Linked DNA regions of Pan troglodytes: region 1 is linked to region 2. Evidence: chromatin contacts called from public Hi-C data. All regions are on one chromosome and are shown on one strand. The core of a region is the stretch at or near the end of the contact, and the rest is flanking DNA. Distances in the headings are between cores, read along the strand shown.

Region 1 (7,193 bases), core at 2,380-4,879, 97 kb before region 2:
CTGGGCAGCAGAATAGATGTCTAGTCCAGGGCATTGGCCAGGCCCCCTCCTGGGGGCAAGCAGGGGAAGCAGTGTTCCTCAGTGCTCCTAGTGCGTGCTGGAAACACATGCACCAGCCTTTTAACAGTGCTTCCACTGAGCAGTGTGACAGTGAGAGAGACTTATGTTGTTCTTTTTGTTTTGTGTGCTTTCCAAATTTTTTTTTTTTTTGAGATGGAGTTTCACTCTTGTTGCCCAGGCTGGAATGCAGTGGCACCGTCTCAGCTCACTGCAACCTCTGCTTCCCTGGTTCAAGTGATTCTCCAGCCTCAGCCTCCTGAGTAGCTGGGATTACAGGCACGCGCCACCACACCCAGCTAATTTTTGTATTTTTAGTAGAGACGGGGTTTCGCCATGTTGACCAGGCTGATCTCAAACCCCTGACCTCAGGTGATCCGCCTGCCTTGGCCTCTCAAAGTGCTGGGATTACAGGTGTGAGCCACCGGGCCCAGCCTCCAAATTTTAAAATAATCCACCTGCACTTTATTTTCAAACTTGCACATGTAATGCATGAATGTAAGAGATTCAAGCCACATATAAATATATCAAATAAAATGTGAAAATGTAAGTGTCCTCACCTTCTCTTTTCCTTTTTTTTTTTGGAGACAGGGTTTCACTCTGTTGCCCAGGCTGGAGTGCAATGGCGTGATCACGGCTCACTGCAGCCTAGACCTCCCAGACTCAAGTGATTCTCCCACTTCGGCCTCCTGAGTAGCTAGGACTACAGGCACACACCACCATGCTTGGCTAATTTTTATATTTTTGGTAGACACCGGGTTTTGCCATGTTGCCCAGGCTGGTCTCGAACTCCTGGGCTCAAGAGATCCACTTACCTTGGCCTCCCAAAGTGCTGGGATTACAGGCGTAAGCAACTGCCCCTGGCCTCCTCCTGTCTTCCTCCTTTCCTTTTCCAAAGGTGACCACTATAAGAGTTAGGCATAGAACTTGCAGGACTTTGCTGGTGCCTTTGTATACACATACATATATTTCCCTCCCTCTTTTTAAAATTTGGCCAAAAAAAAAATTACACTTATGCTTTCTTCTTTGACTTTTTTCACGTAAGATATTCTGATACAGTGTGTGTAGAAGCACTACATTAATTTGTTCTTTTTTTTTCATTGCCTTTGGAGATTATACACCACATTAATTTCAATGGTGACATAGGATTTCATAGTATGGAGGTAGAATAATTCATCTGATCACTTATCTGATAGAATGAGTTCTTTAGAGGGCTTGGTGAGAGTGAGACCTGGGCTAATGTCCAGGTTTAGGGTCAGGAAACCTGTGACATTATTTTTTTCTTTTTTCTTTTCTCTCGCAATTTTGCCCAGGCTGATTCTGAACTCCTGGGCTCAAGGCATCCTTCCTCTCAGCCTCCAGAGTAGCTGGGATTACAGGCACGCATCACCGCGTTGGGCAAAAAATCCGTGTAACTGTAATGGAAGGGCTTGAGAGCAGTTGCGGTTCAGGGCTGGCCTTCTTCCGCAGATCTGCGGTCTTACCACGGGGCGGCGCTGGTGAGCAAGCCTGCGCCGGGACAGCTCCTGCAGGAAAGGCGAGGGCGGCAGGAGGCGGCGGCTGGGGGCTCTGCCGCAGCGGGAGCTGGGCGGGCGGGCAGCTCCTTACCTCTGCCAGCTGGGCCAGGGGCCTTAGCCTATTTGTCCACCTGCAGCATTGGGGGAACTATGAGGACATTCAAATTCTGCATTTGTTCCCTTACCTGAAGCAACAGATAAGGAAATCCACTGCAGGCAGGGAGTCGGCAGAAAAGGGTATTTTCACCCAACAGCTAGGTCCCTAAGAAAGTAAAGGTCAGTAGATACCTTTATTAAATGGGGTCACATATTGAAGGTCCTGGGGAAAACCAGCTACTTGAAGGAACCAAGTCAGGAATTATTCTCTAAGGAGGGAACTGCCCCTACTTTGTGCATTGTAAACTTGGAGTTTGATAAATAGGGTTCTCAATCTGAAAGGCAGGGCAAATCTGAGGTGCCCCCTGCTCCTGGTGGTCCCCTGAGTTTACTGATAAAAATTGTTAAAATGTATTGAGGACTCACAGGCCAGTCACTGAGCTAAATATTGTACCTTTCTTATTTCATTTAATCTTCACAACAACCCTATGAGAAACTACTGCTGTATCTTTCTTTCTTTCTTTTTTTTTTTTTGAGAGGAAGTCTTGCCGTTACCCAGGCTGGAGTGCAGTGACTAGATCTCGGCTCACTGCAACCTCCGCCTCCCAGGTTCAAGCGATTCTCCTGCCTCAGCCTCCCAGAGTAGCTAGGGAGTAGCACGCCAGGCTAATTTTTTTCTATCTTTAGTAGAGACGGGGTTTCAACATGTTGGCCAGGCTGGTCTCAAATTCCTGACCTCAGGTGATCCGCCCACCTCGGCCTCCCAAAGTGCTGGGATTACAGGCATGAGCCACCATGCCCAGCCTGTACCTATTTTCTAGATGAATAAATGGAGGTTATAAAGGAGCCAGGCATGGTGGCTGGTGCCTGTAATCTCAGCACTTCGGGAGGCCAAGACGAGAGGATCACTTGAGCCCAGGAGTTCAAGACTAACCTGGGCAACATAGTGAGACCCTGTCTCTACAATAATTAAAAAAAAAAAAAAAAAATCAGCTGGACGTAGCAGCCCACGCCTGTGGTCCCAGCTACTCAGGAAGCTGAGATGGAAGGATTGTTCAAACCCAGGAGAGTGAGGCTGCAATGAGCTATGATTGTGCTGTCAGAGGCAATGGAAACAGAGCGACTCCATCTTGAATAGGGGCTGAATAAAATGAGGCTGAGACCAGCTGGGCTGCATTCTAAGGAGGTTGGGCATTCTTAGTCACAGGATGAGATAGGAGGTCGGCAGGACTGGTTTCACAAGATACAGGTCACAAAGACCCCGCTGATAAAATGAGATGCAGTGAAGAAGCCGGACAAAACCCGCCAAAACCAACATGGCTGGTTGTCCTCACTGGTCATTATGTGCTAATTATAATTCATTAGCATGTGAAAAGACACTCCCACCAGGGCCATGACAGTTTATGAATGCCATGGCAATATCTGGAAGTTACCCTATATAGTCTAAAAAGGGAAGGAACCCTCAGTTCCGGGAACTCCCCACCCCTTTCCCAGAAAACTCATGAATAATCCATCCCTTGTTTAGTATATAATCAAGAAATAACCGTAAGTCTACTCAGTCAAGCAGCCCATGCCGCTGCTCTACCTATGGAGTAGCCTTCCTTTATTCCTTTACTTTCTTAATAGACTTGCTTGCACTTTACTGTCAGCTCACTCTTGAGTTCCTTCCTGCTTCAAGCCAGGAACCCATGCGGCACCCCCAGGCTGAATCCCAGTTTTGGAGTTTACCCTGTGACGGTGCCACTGCTCTCCAGCCTGGGTGACAGAGTGAGACCCTGTCTTTACAGAGAGGAAAAAAAGGAAAGGTTGTGCTTGGCAGGCAGTGTGCCAGAGCCCCAAGAGTCAGCAGGAGGGGTTGGGGGGAGAGTGGGGGGGTGCAAGGGGCGGGGAGGAGCTGGAGAAAGTTGAGCAGATTCTGTCTCCCGCTGGGAGATCCCAGCCCAGTAAGTCAGCGCACAGAAGGGCAGGCCTCGCCCGTCTCACAGGACTGAGAAGAAAGGCGAGTTTCTAAGAGACTGGAGGACTCCCTACATGGGAAAGGGAAGTGATTTTAGCCCGTTTGGCTGGGAGTTCGGCGGATGGTTCCAACTCACGGGTATTAGCAGAGGGGAACAAGGAATTGCTGAGGGTGGCAAATTGGTTATAATTAAGAGAACCTGGGAGATGCAAAACAATGTGAAGGCCACCAGCTGTCCTGGATTTGGAGACTCTGTCCTTGGAGCCGCTTGCAGGGGGTTGGAGGGATGGCTCAGGAAGCCAGCCGCCCTCCCCTGCAGTGCAGACCATTCAGCAAAGACTGCAGGAGGATGGAGCCTCTCTGCCTGATATTCCCAGGGCCCAGGGGACTGCCCTTGCTCCTGGGTCTTCCTTCCTGCTTCACTGTCACCTTTTCTTCCTCCACAATTTAAATGCACCCATCTTGTCTCTTAGGAAAGCAAACAGGCTTGGGAGTGGGCTCAAATCCTGACTCCTGTGCTTTTTTTTTTTTTTTTTTTTTTTAAGACAGAGTCTTGCTCTGTCTCCCAGGCTGGAGTGCAATGGCACAATCTCGGCTCACGGCAACCTCCACCTCCCCGGTTCAAGCAATTCTCCTGCCTCAGACACCTGAGTAGCTGGGATTACAGGCATGTGCTACCACACCTGGCTAATTTTTATATTTTTAGTAGAGACAGGGTTTCACCCTGTTGGCCAGGCTAGTCTCAAACTCCTGACCTCAAGTGATCCACCCACCTCAGCCTCCCAAAGTGCTGAGATTACAGGCATGAGACATCATGCCTGGCCGGTTTTTACACTTTTTAATTTTGGGGGGAAAAAATCAAAAGAATAGCATTTTGTAGCATTTCATGACACATGAACATTATATAAACTTCAGGTTTTGGTGTCCGTGAAGTTTTATGGGAACACAAGCGTGACCATTTGTTTACATATTGTCTGTGGCTAATAACAAGGGGAGCTTGGTGGCCCCCATCCCCCCACTCCTCATGGAGTTGCGTAGATGGCTCCAGGGCTTGTTGGAGTCATCCAGGGTCCCAGTGGCTGGCCTGTGGTTCTGGTCAATGGATCTGAGACTGTATAGCCTGCAAAGTCTAAAATGTTTAGTATTTAGCCTTTTACAGAAAATGTTTGCCGACCTCTGGCATAAATGCCTGAGAACAGGTGATCAGTAAAATGTATCCTGTTATTCGTATTATTATGACTGTTACTATTATCCCTCCTGGCCTCATTTTAACTTTCAAATAATCATGCTCATGGCTTAATGGAGAGATTCTAAACCTGAGGTCCATGGAAGGGTTTCAGGGGGCAGGGGGTCTCTGGACCCCTGCAGTTTGGCAGATGGGGTCTTTTTTGCAGGGAGAGGCTCCATCCAACCCCTGGTTCTCAAAGGGGTTTGTGTCATCAAATAGGTAAAGAAGTGTAGGTTTGATTCTTCCTTGACCCAGGAAAATCGATCCACACTTTCCCTGGGCTTTCCAGAGGCCATATCCTTGAAGATGAGCTATTTGGGGGCCCACCCACTGCCTGTGTTGGAGGGGCCTGCAGCTCAACAGGAGTGAGGACCCCCAGCTTTGGAGCCAGTGGTCCCAGGCTGAGTCCGAACCTTGGCGGCCCCTGGCTGGACCCCTTCTCTGACCCTCAGTTCCCTTGCTGGGTTGCGGCAAAGATGAATTCGGTAATGTCTGTTGGTCACTTGGCACAGCGTCTGGTACACAGTAGGTACTGCAGAGATGGTAGTGGTTATTAATCTTATTGTCCTTGCACATTCAAAAGTGCTTTCCTCAGCTCACTCAGACCCAGGAAAAGCTGCCCCTGTGTTTGGCTGAATTTGAGGTCTGAATACCCCTTGAGGGCCCTTAATCTCTATCTTTGGTACCAGCAACTAAGGCAAGTCCGCTAAACATTCACATGATCAATATGCAAAGAAGCACGACCCTCAGTGAAGTTTTTAAAAGTTCAGTGACCTCATTTGAAGAGAGACAATGCTACTAAGACGGAAATAAATGGGATCTGCAGCTTCACTGTTGCGAAAGCCCTGGCTGTTTCTGAGTGTTTGCTGTTTCTCCCGGAGGGGTTACTCTGGAGCTCAAGCTTGGGTCTACTTTCCCCCTAAAACGCTTCTTGTGGAGCCCCCTTTCCCCGCTCAGTCACCCAGAGCTAACGGGTTTATTCCAAAGCCCAGCAACCACCACCGGGAGGGGACAGGGTGTCCTTGCAGCCAGGCTGTCCTGGAGATGGGCGTCCTGCACAGACTGGTTCATGTTCAGTCCGGCAGGCACTGCCCCCCCCCACCAGTTGCTGGGCATAGGCCCATTCAGCGGAGGCCTGGTGGCTCCAGACAACAGCTGGAAACCAGAAATGAAGACTTCCAGCTACAAGCAAATGTTGCTGCTTCTTAAGGTTGAAATATTCTATCCCTAAAGTGTCCCTTTCAGCTGAGCGAAAACAATCCCCCATCGGGACCGACCTCGCCACAGAGGAACAAAAGCTTCCCAGTTCTCTGAGTCCCAGAGACTGTCTGCAGTTTCAGGCACGCATGGCCCAGAGGGGAAAGAAGATGGTCATGTGACTTCCAAGCCTGGAGACAAGGTCACCCTTGTCCAGCCCCGTTCCCCTTCACAGGAAGAAGAGCCTTTGACTGCCTGACAAAGGATGGGGCTGGTGCTGCCCTGGTGCTGGCTCCCGGGTGGTGGATTCTCCAATATCTGCATCTGTCAGGTTCAGGAGAACACAGGGCAAGGTCAGTGGTCCCCAGAGTCCACTCAGATGGGTTTGAGGGTCTCATCCTGGCCTCATTGTCCCGTAATCCTAAAGGGGTTCTTCAGGTGGGACAGTTGCACATTCTGGCTGCATTTATTTTATTTTTCTATTGCAGCGTTATTTGTCCCTAAGAAATTCACCAGCAAGGCCGCCCCGTTTGTTTTCCACCAGCCATTTCCTGCCATTAAAAATATTTTCCTTCATGGAAGGAAAGAGCCTCTAGGAGAGAGAAGGAAAGCCCAGTGAAGATAAACAGTCAAGTGAAGCTGACCTTTAAAGGGGCCATCATGGGTCGGACGCGGTGGCTCACGCCTGTAATCCCAGCACTTTGGGAGGGCGAGGTGGGCGGATCATCAGGTCAAGAGATCGAGACCATCCTGGCCAACATGGTGAAACCCCGTCTCTACTAAAAACACAAAAATTAGCTGGGCGTGGTGGCACGTGCCTGTAGTCCCAGCTACTCGGGAGGCTGAGGCAGGAGAATTGCTTGAACCCAGGAGGCGGAGGTGGCAGTGAGCTGAAATAGCGCCACTGCACTCCAGCCTGGAGACAGAGCGAGACTCCGTCTCAAAAAAAAAAAAAAAAAAAGGTGCCATTATGTTCCAACATCTGCGGCAGCATGGGGGCTGGCTGCAGGGTGGAGGCAGAAGTTAGCCAGGGAGGGGACAGTGGTGAAGTGAAGGGCACGGACTCCATGTCGAGGCAATGCTTCCAGGGATTCTGATGTGGTAGGTCTGGGGTGGGGCCCGGGAACCTGAAGTTTAACAG
Region 2 (6,381 bases), core at 2,017-4,516:
AAAAAAAAAAAAAAAATTAGCCGGGCGTGGTAAGGAGCACCTGTAGTCCCAGCTACTCAGGAGGCTGAGGCAGGAGAATGGCTTGAACCTGGGAGGCGGAGTTTGCAGTGAGCCGAGATTGCGCCGCTGCACTCCAGCCTGGGTGACAGAGTGAGACTCTGTCTCAAAAATAAATAAATAAATAAATAAATAAATAAATAAATAAATAAAAAATAAAAAGTGGACCCCAGGCTCAATCACTATCACTTTCCCTAGCTCCTTCTACATAGGGCTGAGCAGAAAGCCTACCATTCTCATAAGGATGTAAACCCACATACCTTATAACAGATGCTCTCCTGTGACACTGCCTAAACCCCCAATAACCTGGACTCTATATTAACAGGAGAGAAAGTTATATGAATGCTTCCATGGACGAGTAGAAGTTAAAAGTACTGCCCCATGCAAACCTCCCCTTGTTGAATCTGTAGACTTTTACTGAACAGACCAATGACAACATATAACACATACTTGATAAAATTGTATTTTTTTTTTTACAGTCATTTGTACAATTTGTTACAAAACCATAGAAGACTACAACTTGTTTTAAATCATTTTTGGTCTGCAAATATGTAAAATCTGTGTGCAATTATCATGTATTTACAGGGTCTTGTGTTAGTCATTTTCAATGATTATTCCAACAATGTCACACTCTCAACATAAGACATGGCTTAAGATAAATATATTAGTAAATAAATATTCTGAGAACATATTTCCATAAATGAAATGTGCTGCTATACATATACAGAATATACATAAGTTGTCTTCTAGCTTTTAAAACATTTTTTTAAAATGGTAATGTTGGAAAAAGAGCCCTTAGACCATTTTATTACAAAATCTTTACAGCAAGGTCTTTACAAAATCTCTTTTAAGTGCTATGGGAAAAATTAAAAAATTTTAAAATAGTGCCTCGTTAGACCAACACAATAGAAAGAGTTTACACAAAGAGTAGAAAAAGGCAGTTCTGTTTAAAGAATAATAGTCTCGACTAGTAATTATTTTTTAGACCTCATTTTAAAAGCATTAGTCCTGCACGAACTTCGAGTAGAGACTAGCAGCACATAAGTATGTGAGCAGTGGGACAGATGGGGCTTTATTTTATAAAAGGGCTTGGATTAGGAGGAGACAGGGAAGGAGCTGAGAGTTAAAGCCAGCTTACTGGGGCTGCATCCATAAAGAGGTACCTTGTTGGTAAACACCCAAACTTCCATTTTTAGCTGGTTCTAGAACTCTTCACTGTATATGGCTGTCCTACACCCAGGGCTGGGTCACTTGACCCTGCCCAACTGCCACACCCCAACTTAGAGGGATTGGGGGCAGGGGTTCTCAGTGGAAAGTGAGATACTCCTAGTTTCCATGGCTATAAAACCACTCACACACCACTCAGAGTCCACCGAAAAGGGTGTCTGTCATTGGTGGAGTCTTACAACTTCAAAGAGGACATTTCTTTTGATTTATGTGTGACAAAATAAGACCATTGGTTATTTTATTCCAGTGATCTCCCTGTCTGAGAAGCCAACACAAATTTAAAAGACAATGGTTGGTATTGCTGGGCGGGCGTGGTGGCTCACGCCTGTAATCCCAGCACTTTGGGAGGCCGAGGTGGGTGGATCACCTGAGGTCGGGAATTCAAGACCAGCCTGACCAACATGGAGATACCCTGTCTCTACCAAAAATACAAAATTAGCCGGGTGTGGTGGCGCATGCCTGTAATCCCAGCTACTAGGGAGGCTGAGGCAGGAGAATCACTTGGACCCGGGAGGCAGAGGTTGCAGTGAGGTGAGATCGCGCCATTGCACTCCAGCCTGGGCGACAAGAGCAAAACTCCATCTCAAAAAAAAAAAAAAAAAAAAGGCAATGGTTGGTATTTGGTATTTAAGGTTTTAAAATTGCATTTTTGTTTCTACCACCTGTAAGCTACAAAAATTAAATGGGTTTCTTTCGCCATCTGCAGCTATCACTTGTTCAAGTGAAAACTAGACACACTTACTTTAATAAGCCCAGTTGAAGCCACATTCTCTACTCATCTATTTATTGCTTAAGGCTATTGAGAGGTGGTTTTCCAGCCAGGGCTAAAGAAAGCCACTTTGGGAGTTCGGTTTCAGACGAGGAAGAAAAAATGCACTCAAAGGCATTAAAAACAAAACAAAACAAAAAAACCCCCCAGAAACAACAACAAAAAAATCTCAGTGAGAAGCTGCTTTTTGCAGTTCATATTAAAAGCCAGACCCTGCTTCCCTAAAACCACGCAATGCAAGCTGCTGTCCTTAGCAGCTGCTACTCCTGGCCCGAGAAATGAAGGCGTCCCAGATCACATGTCACCAGCTTAGGCGCTTCTCACACCCTCGATAACAGGTGTGCGGGGCGCAGTCCGAGGAGCAGCCCCCAAGGGACTGCACCCGAGGACGGAGGACGGATCTCACCAGTGAAGCCTCAGTGGCAAATGTTTTGATCATTTGATGTTGGAATTTGTCAAATCCTAGCTAGAGATAAGTAAATTTCCTCATCATACGCTGAGGTTAAGAAAAACATTCTGATAAGAGTGAGATTCTCGTTCAAGACTGGAGAACCCAGGTGGAGACTTGTTCAAGACTGGAGAATCACCTGGCAGCCCAGGTGGTCCTTGTTCTCCTACCCACAGGGGGCCAGGTCTCAAGTTTCCTATTCTCAAGTGAGCTTTCAGACCCACTGGGCCAGTTCTTTCAGATGGCAACAAATATCTGATGAATGAATGAATAAATAAATACAAGTGACCAGAAGAGTTAGTGAACACAAAGACTAATATTAGTTTCCTCTAAAAAAAATTTTTTTAAAGAACAAGGAATACATTGGACAAAAAAGGATGACAATCCCTGATCTGAAATAGCTTTAAATAGATTCTCTCTCCCTTTTAAAAATGAAACACCTTAAAACCACAACGGTTTGGGTTTTTAAACTCTCCCCTTCCCCTTAATAAAAAAGGCTGGAAAAATATACAAAAACCTACCCTTTGGGTGTAAACTATCTGATAGTCTCTCTCTCTCTCTGTCTCATGGAGAATCAATACATAATAGTGCATTAGGTAGACAGGATAGTAGACATCTGCAGACGAGATGAGCAATTTCAGCCATGAGGCAGAGGACTGAATAACCCTGAAGCGGTGCTTCCATGGGGAAACAGGATAGGAAAGGTATCATTCAAATGGAGCTCAGTGCAGACCTCGTAGGTCCAGTCACATGACCCCAGAAAGGCAGCCCAAGGAAGCAGCAGCCAAGGGGTGTGGCTGCCCCCACACAGATGCAGGCGCACTGCACATGGGTGTGCTGCTGGGTCAGTGGAGAGCACTCTCCCCCAGCCCCATCGGACACCAAGGCCGCAAAAGTACATTCCTTCTGGGTGTCTGTCCCCACACACCCCGTCGAGCCATTTCTGCAGCCAGTGGCAGGGGGCCCAAAATATTTTTGCAAAGGACTCCAAAGCCAGGACAACCAAAGGGGACAACCTCCTCTTCCCTGCCCGGAGGGTCAGAGTTCAGGTCGAGGGCCCCAAGAACATGCCCTTACTATGACCTGGACCTCAGCCAAGACCAGGGCTGTGAACTCTGTCATTTCACTTGGGACCATGACCTGAGGGGACAGACTGAGGACACTGGGCAGAATCGTCCCCATCACCCTGGAGCTTTCATAGCAGCGGCTTGACCTGGCTCCGCAGGGCTGTGGATCATGTACACCCTATTCCTAGCTGCTGCCATCACCTGCCTAAAGGCGTGGGCTGGAGAGGCATGGCGTCTGAGACCTGAAATCGTGTACATTGGGATTTGCCACGAGAAAGAAAGAGGCAGTTTTGCACTGCTCCTCAGAGCCTGTACCCCTATCAACTAGCTTTACTTCAAGTTTCTGGTTCATTTTCTAAGGCAGGTGAAGCCCTGAGCTTTTCAAAGGCCTGAGCTCCCTTCAGGGAGACAACAGTATCTACACATGATGTGGTTCATTTAATGCAGCAGTGATTTTTTTTTCTTTTTCAGCAAAAGTTGGCGGTTAGGGTTCTTTAAAATATATATTTAAATAACTTTTTACATTTACATACAATATCTTAAAAAAAAAACAAAGCAGAGAACTCAATCCCACACCTCGGAACCCCAAGCACACACACTTTACAAAACAGAACAACATGTTATCAAAAGAGGCAAAGGACTCGGAGAATTTTGTCTGTTGATTTGTTAATGGGGTAGGGGGTGGTTTTGCCACAGGGGGCTCACATTTTGGGTTGACAAGGAGGGCTCTCTTTATTACCACTTTTGTGTGTTTGTCAAAGCTAAAAAAATTTTTTGTTTTTGTTTTTTGAAAGAAGTCAGTTTGGAGTCTCCATACAGTTCCCAATTTCCAGGTAAGAGTTCCTCCTGAGCTCAGGCTCCCGGGCTGCTGCTGTCTGCTGAGTGAGATCTCGGTCCTGGGAAAGAGAGAGAACAATCATCAGGGGAGGGAGCTGGCACCACACATGGGACCAGGCAAGGGACTCAAGTGGCTCTGTCCCCAGCGTGTGGCAGGCCTGTGTATGCTAAAGGGCTGAAGCAGGTTCCTGTTCCCAGAGGGGCTCCATTTGTGCTGAGAGCACAGGTGCCTCCTGGAGAGCCAGCCTCTCATTTGGATGTACAGAGCTTTCTAGAAGCCCTCAGGTAGCATGAAAGCCCAATATATTAAAGATGTTAACTGGGTGCCCGGTGTGCATCAGGCCCTGGGAAAAGCAGTAGAGAGGACTCCCTCACAGAGCTTACGAACCTTGAGACAAAGTAATTTAGCAATAGGATGACAGAAGTGAACAGAAGGTGTGTAGGTGATCTCAGAGGGGGCTGGAGTGTTACCTAACCTAAGATCTGGAGGAGAAAAGTAGCGGACAGGTCTGGGGGCTGGAATGAGCTTGGCACATGGGAAGAACGGGACAGGGGCCACAGGGGGTGAAAGCAGGAAGCAAGGAGAGTGAACCAGGAGCTCATCAGATGGGTTGGCAGGAGCTGGATCACACAGAACTGAGTGAGATGCTAACATTCATTATTATTATTTTTGAGATAGGGTCTTGCTGTGTTGCCTAGGCTGAAGTGCAGTGGTGAGATGACTACAGCCTCAATCTCTTGGGCTCAGCCTCCTGGGTATCTGGGACTAATGGCATGTGTCACTGTGCCCAGCTAATTAAAAAAAAAATTTTTTTTTTTAAATAGATAGGGTCATTCTATGTTCCCCAGGCTGGTCTCCAACTCCTGGCCTCAAGTGATCCTCCTGCCTTGGCCTTCCAAAGCACTCAGCCAGGAGTTAACCTTTTTTTTTTTTTTTTTTTGAGACGGAGTCTCGCTCTGTCGCCAGGCTGGAGTACAATGGGGCGATCTCAGCTCACTGCAACAACGGCGTCCCGGGTTCAAGCGATTCTCCTGCCTCAGCCTCCCGAGTAGGTAGAACTACAGGCACACGCCACCACGCCCGGCTAATTTTCATATTTTTATTAGAGATGGGGTTTCGCCATGTTGGCCAGGATGGCCTCGATCTCTTTACCTGGTGATCTGCCTGCCTTGGCCTCCCAAAGTGCTGGGATTACAGGCGTGAGTCACCACACCCGGCCAACATTTTTAAGATTTTAAAGGTAATGGCAAGTCATTGAAGGATTTTCTAGCACAAAGACATCAACTTATGTTTCAAAAAAGGCCACTCTGGTTCCAAGTGGAATAGAAGGCAAGACCAGTGACAGCAGATCAGTCAGAGGTTATTGCCTCTGTCCCGAAGAGAGGAAAATGAGACTGGACTGAGGGGATAGCAGTGGGGGTGCAGAGAAGTAGATACATTTGGGATGTACTTCACAGGTAGATCTTGTTGCAGTGCTACTCAGAGGTGCTAGACTCCACAGTTTATTACTGAGACAGCATGTTTGGAAATCTTGTAGCAATCTGATGTCTGTTGAATCTAATAATAAAATACCTGGACTTGTATCTTACATGTCTTTTGCTAAGTTTCATTTTCTGGGAATTCATTTTCATGGACTGAGGCAAAAACAAGCAACTGGGGTCCTTCACAGGCGGGTTGAGAAGCCCAGGAGGCTGAAGTGCAAGGGGCAGGGTGGGCACAGGGATGGGGCCTAGGTTTTTTTTTTTTTTTTTTTTTTTTTTTTGAGATGGAGTCTCGCTCTGTCGCTCAGGCTGGAGCGCAGTGGTGCGATCGTGGCTCACTGCAACCTCCACCTCCCAGGTTCAGGCGATTCTCCTGCCTCAGCCTCCCGAGTAGCTAGGATTACAGGTGCCCGCTACACCCAGCTAATTTTTTTGTATTTTAGTAGAGATGGGGTTTCACCATATTGGCCAAGCTGGTCTCGAACTCCTGAACT

Evidence for each region. Hi-C and Micro-C count contacts between places; a contact is called where the count stands out from the background.
Region 1: a Hi-C map of induced pluripotent stem cells shows a contact between it and region 2, with 2.5 times the contacts expected there. The contact joins two enhancer-like sites. A contact is called at or near these places in 2 of 7 Hi-C or Micro-C datasets (induced pluripotent stem cells and stem cell-derived neural progenitor cells).

What each region holds. Positions count from the first base shown.
Region 1 is chr23:31,296,712-31,303,904 of NHGRI_mPanTro3-v2.0_pri, reverse strand. The region is part of intron 9 of KREMEN1 (kringle containing transmembrane protein 1); the gene reads right to left. Among named protein-coding and RNA genes, the nearest start is that of EMID1, 53 kb to the left of the region's middle. Within about 2 kb of position 3,629, at least 8 of the 24 cell types and tissues checked have an H3K27ac peak or open chromatin away from gene starts, as enhancers often do. A contact at or near this core is called in induced pluripotent stem cells, where this site is marked.
Region 2 is chr23:31,199,681-31,206,061 of NHGRI_mPanTro3-v2.0_pri, reverse strand. It overlaps ZNRF3 (zinc and ring finger 3), which reads right to left. Exons shown (of 9, transcript XM_515054.9): 9 at 4,053-4,464. The coding sequence ends at 4,421. Among named protein-coding and RNA genes, the nearest start is that of KREMEN1, 18 kb to the left of the region's middle. Within about 2 kb of position 3,266, at least 2 of the 24 cell types and tissues checked have an H3K27ac peak or open chromatin away from gene starts, as enhancers often do. A contact at or near this core is called in induced pluripotent stem cells, where this site is marked.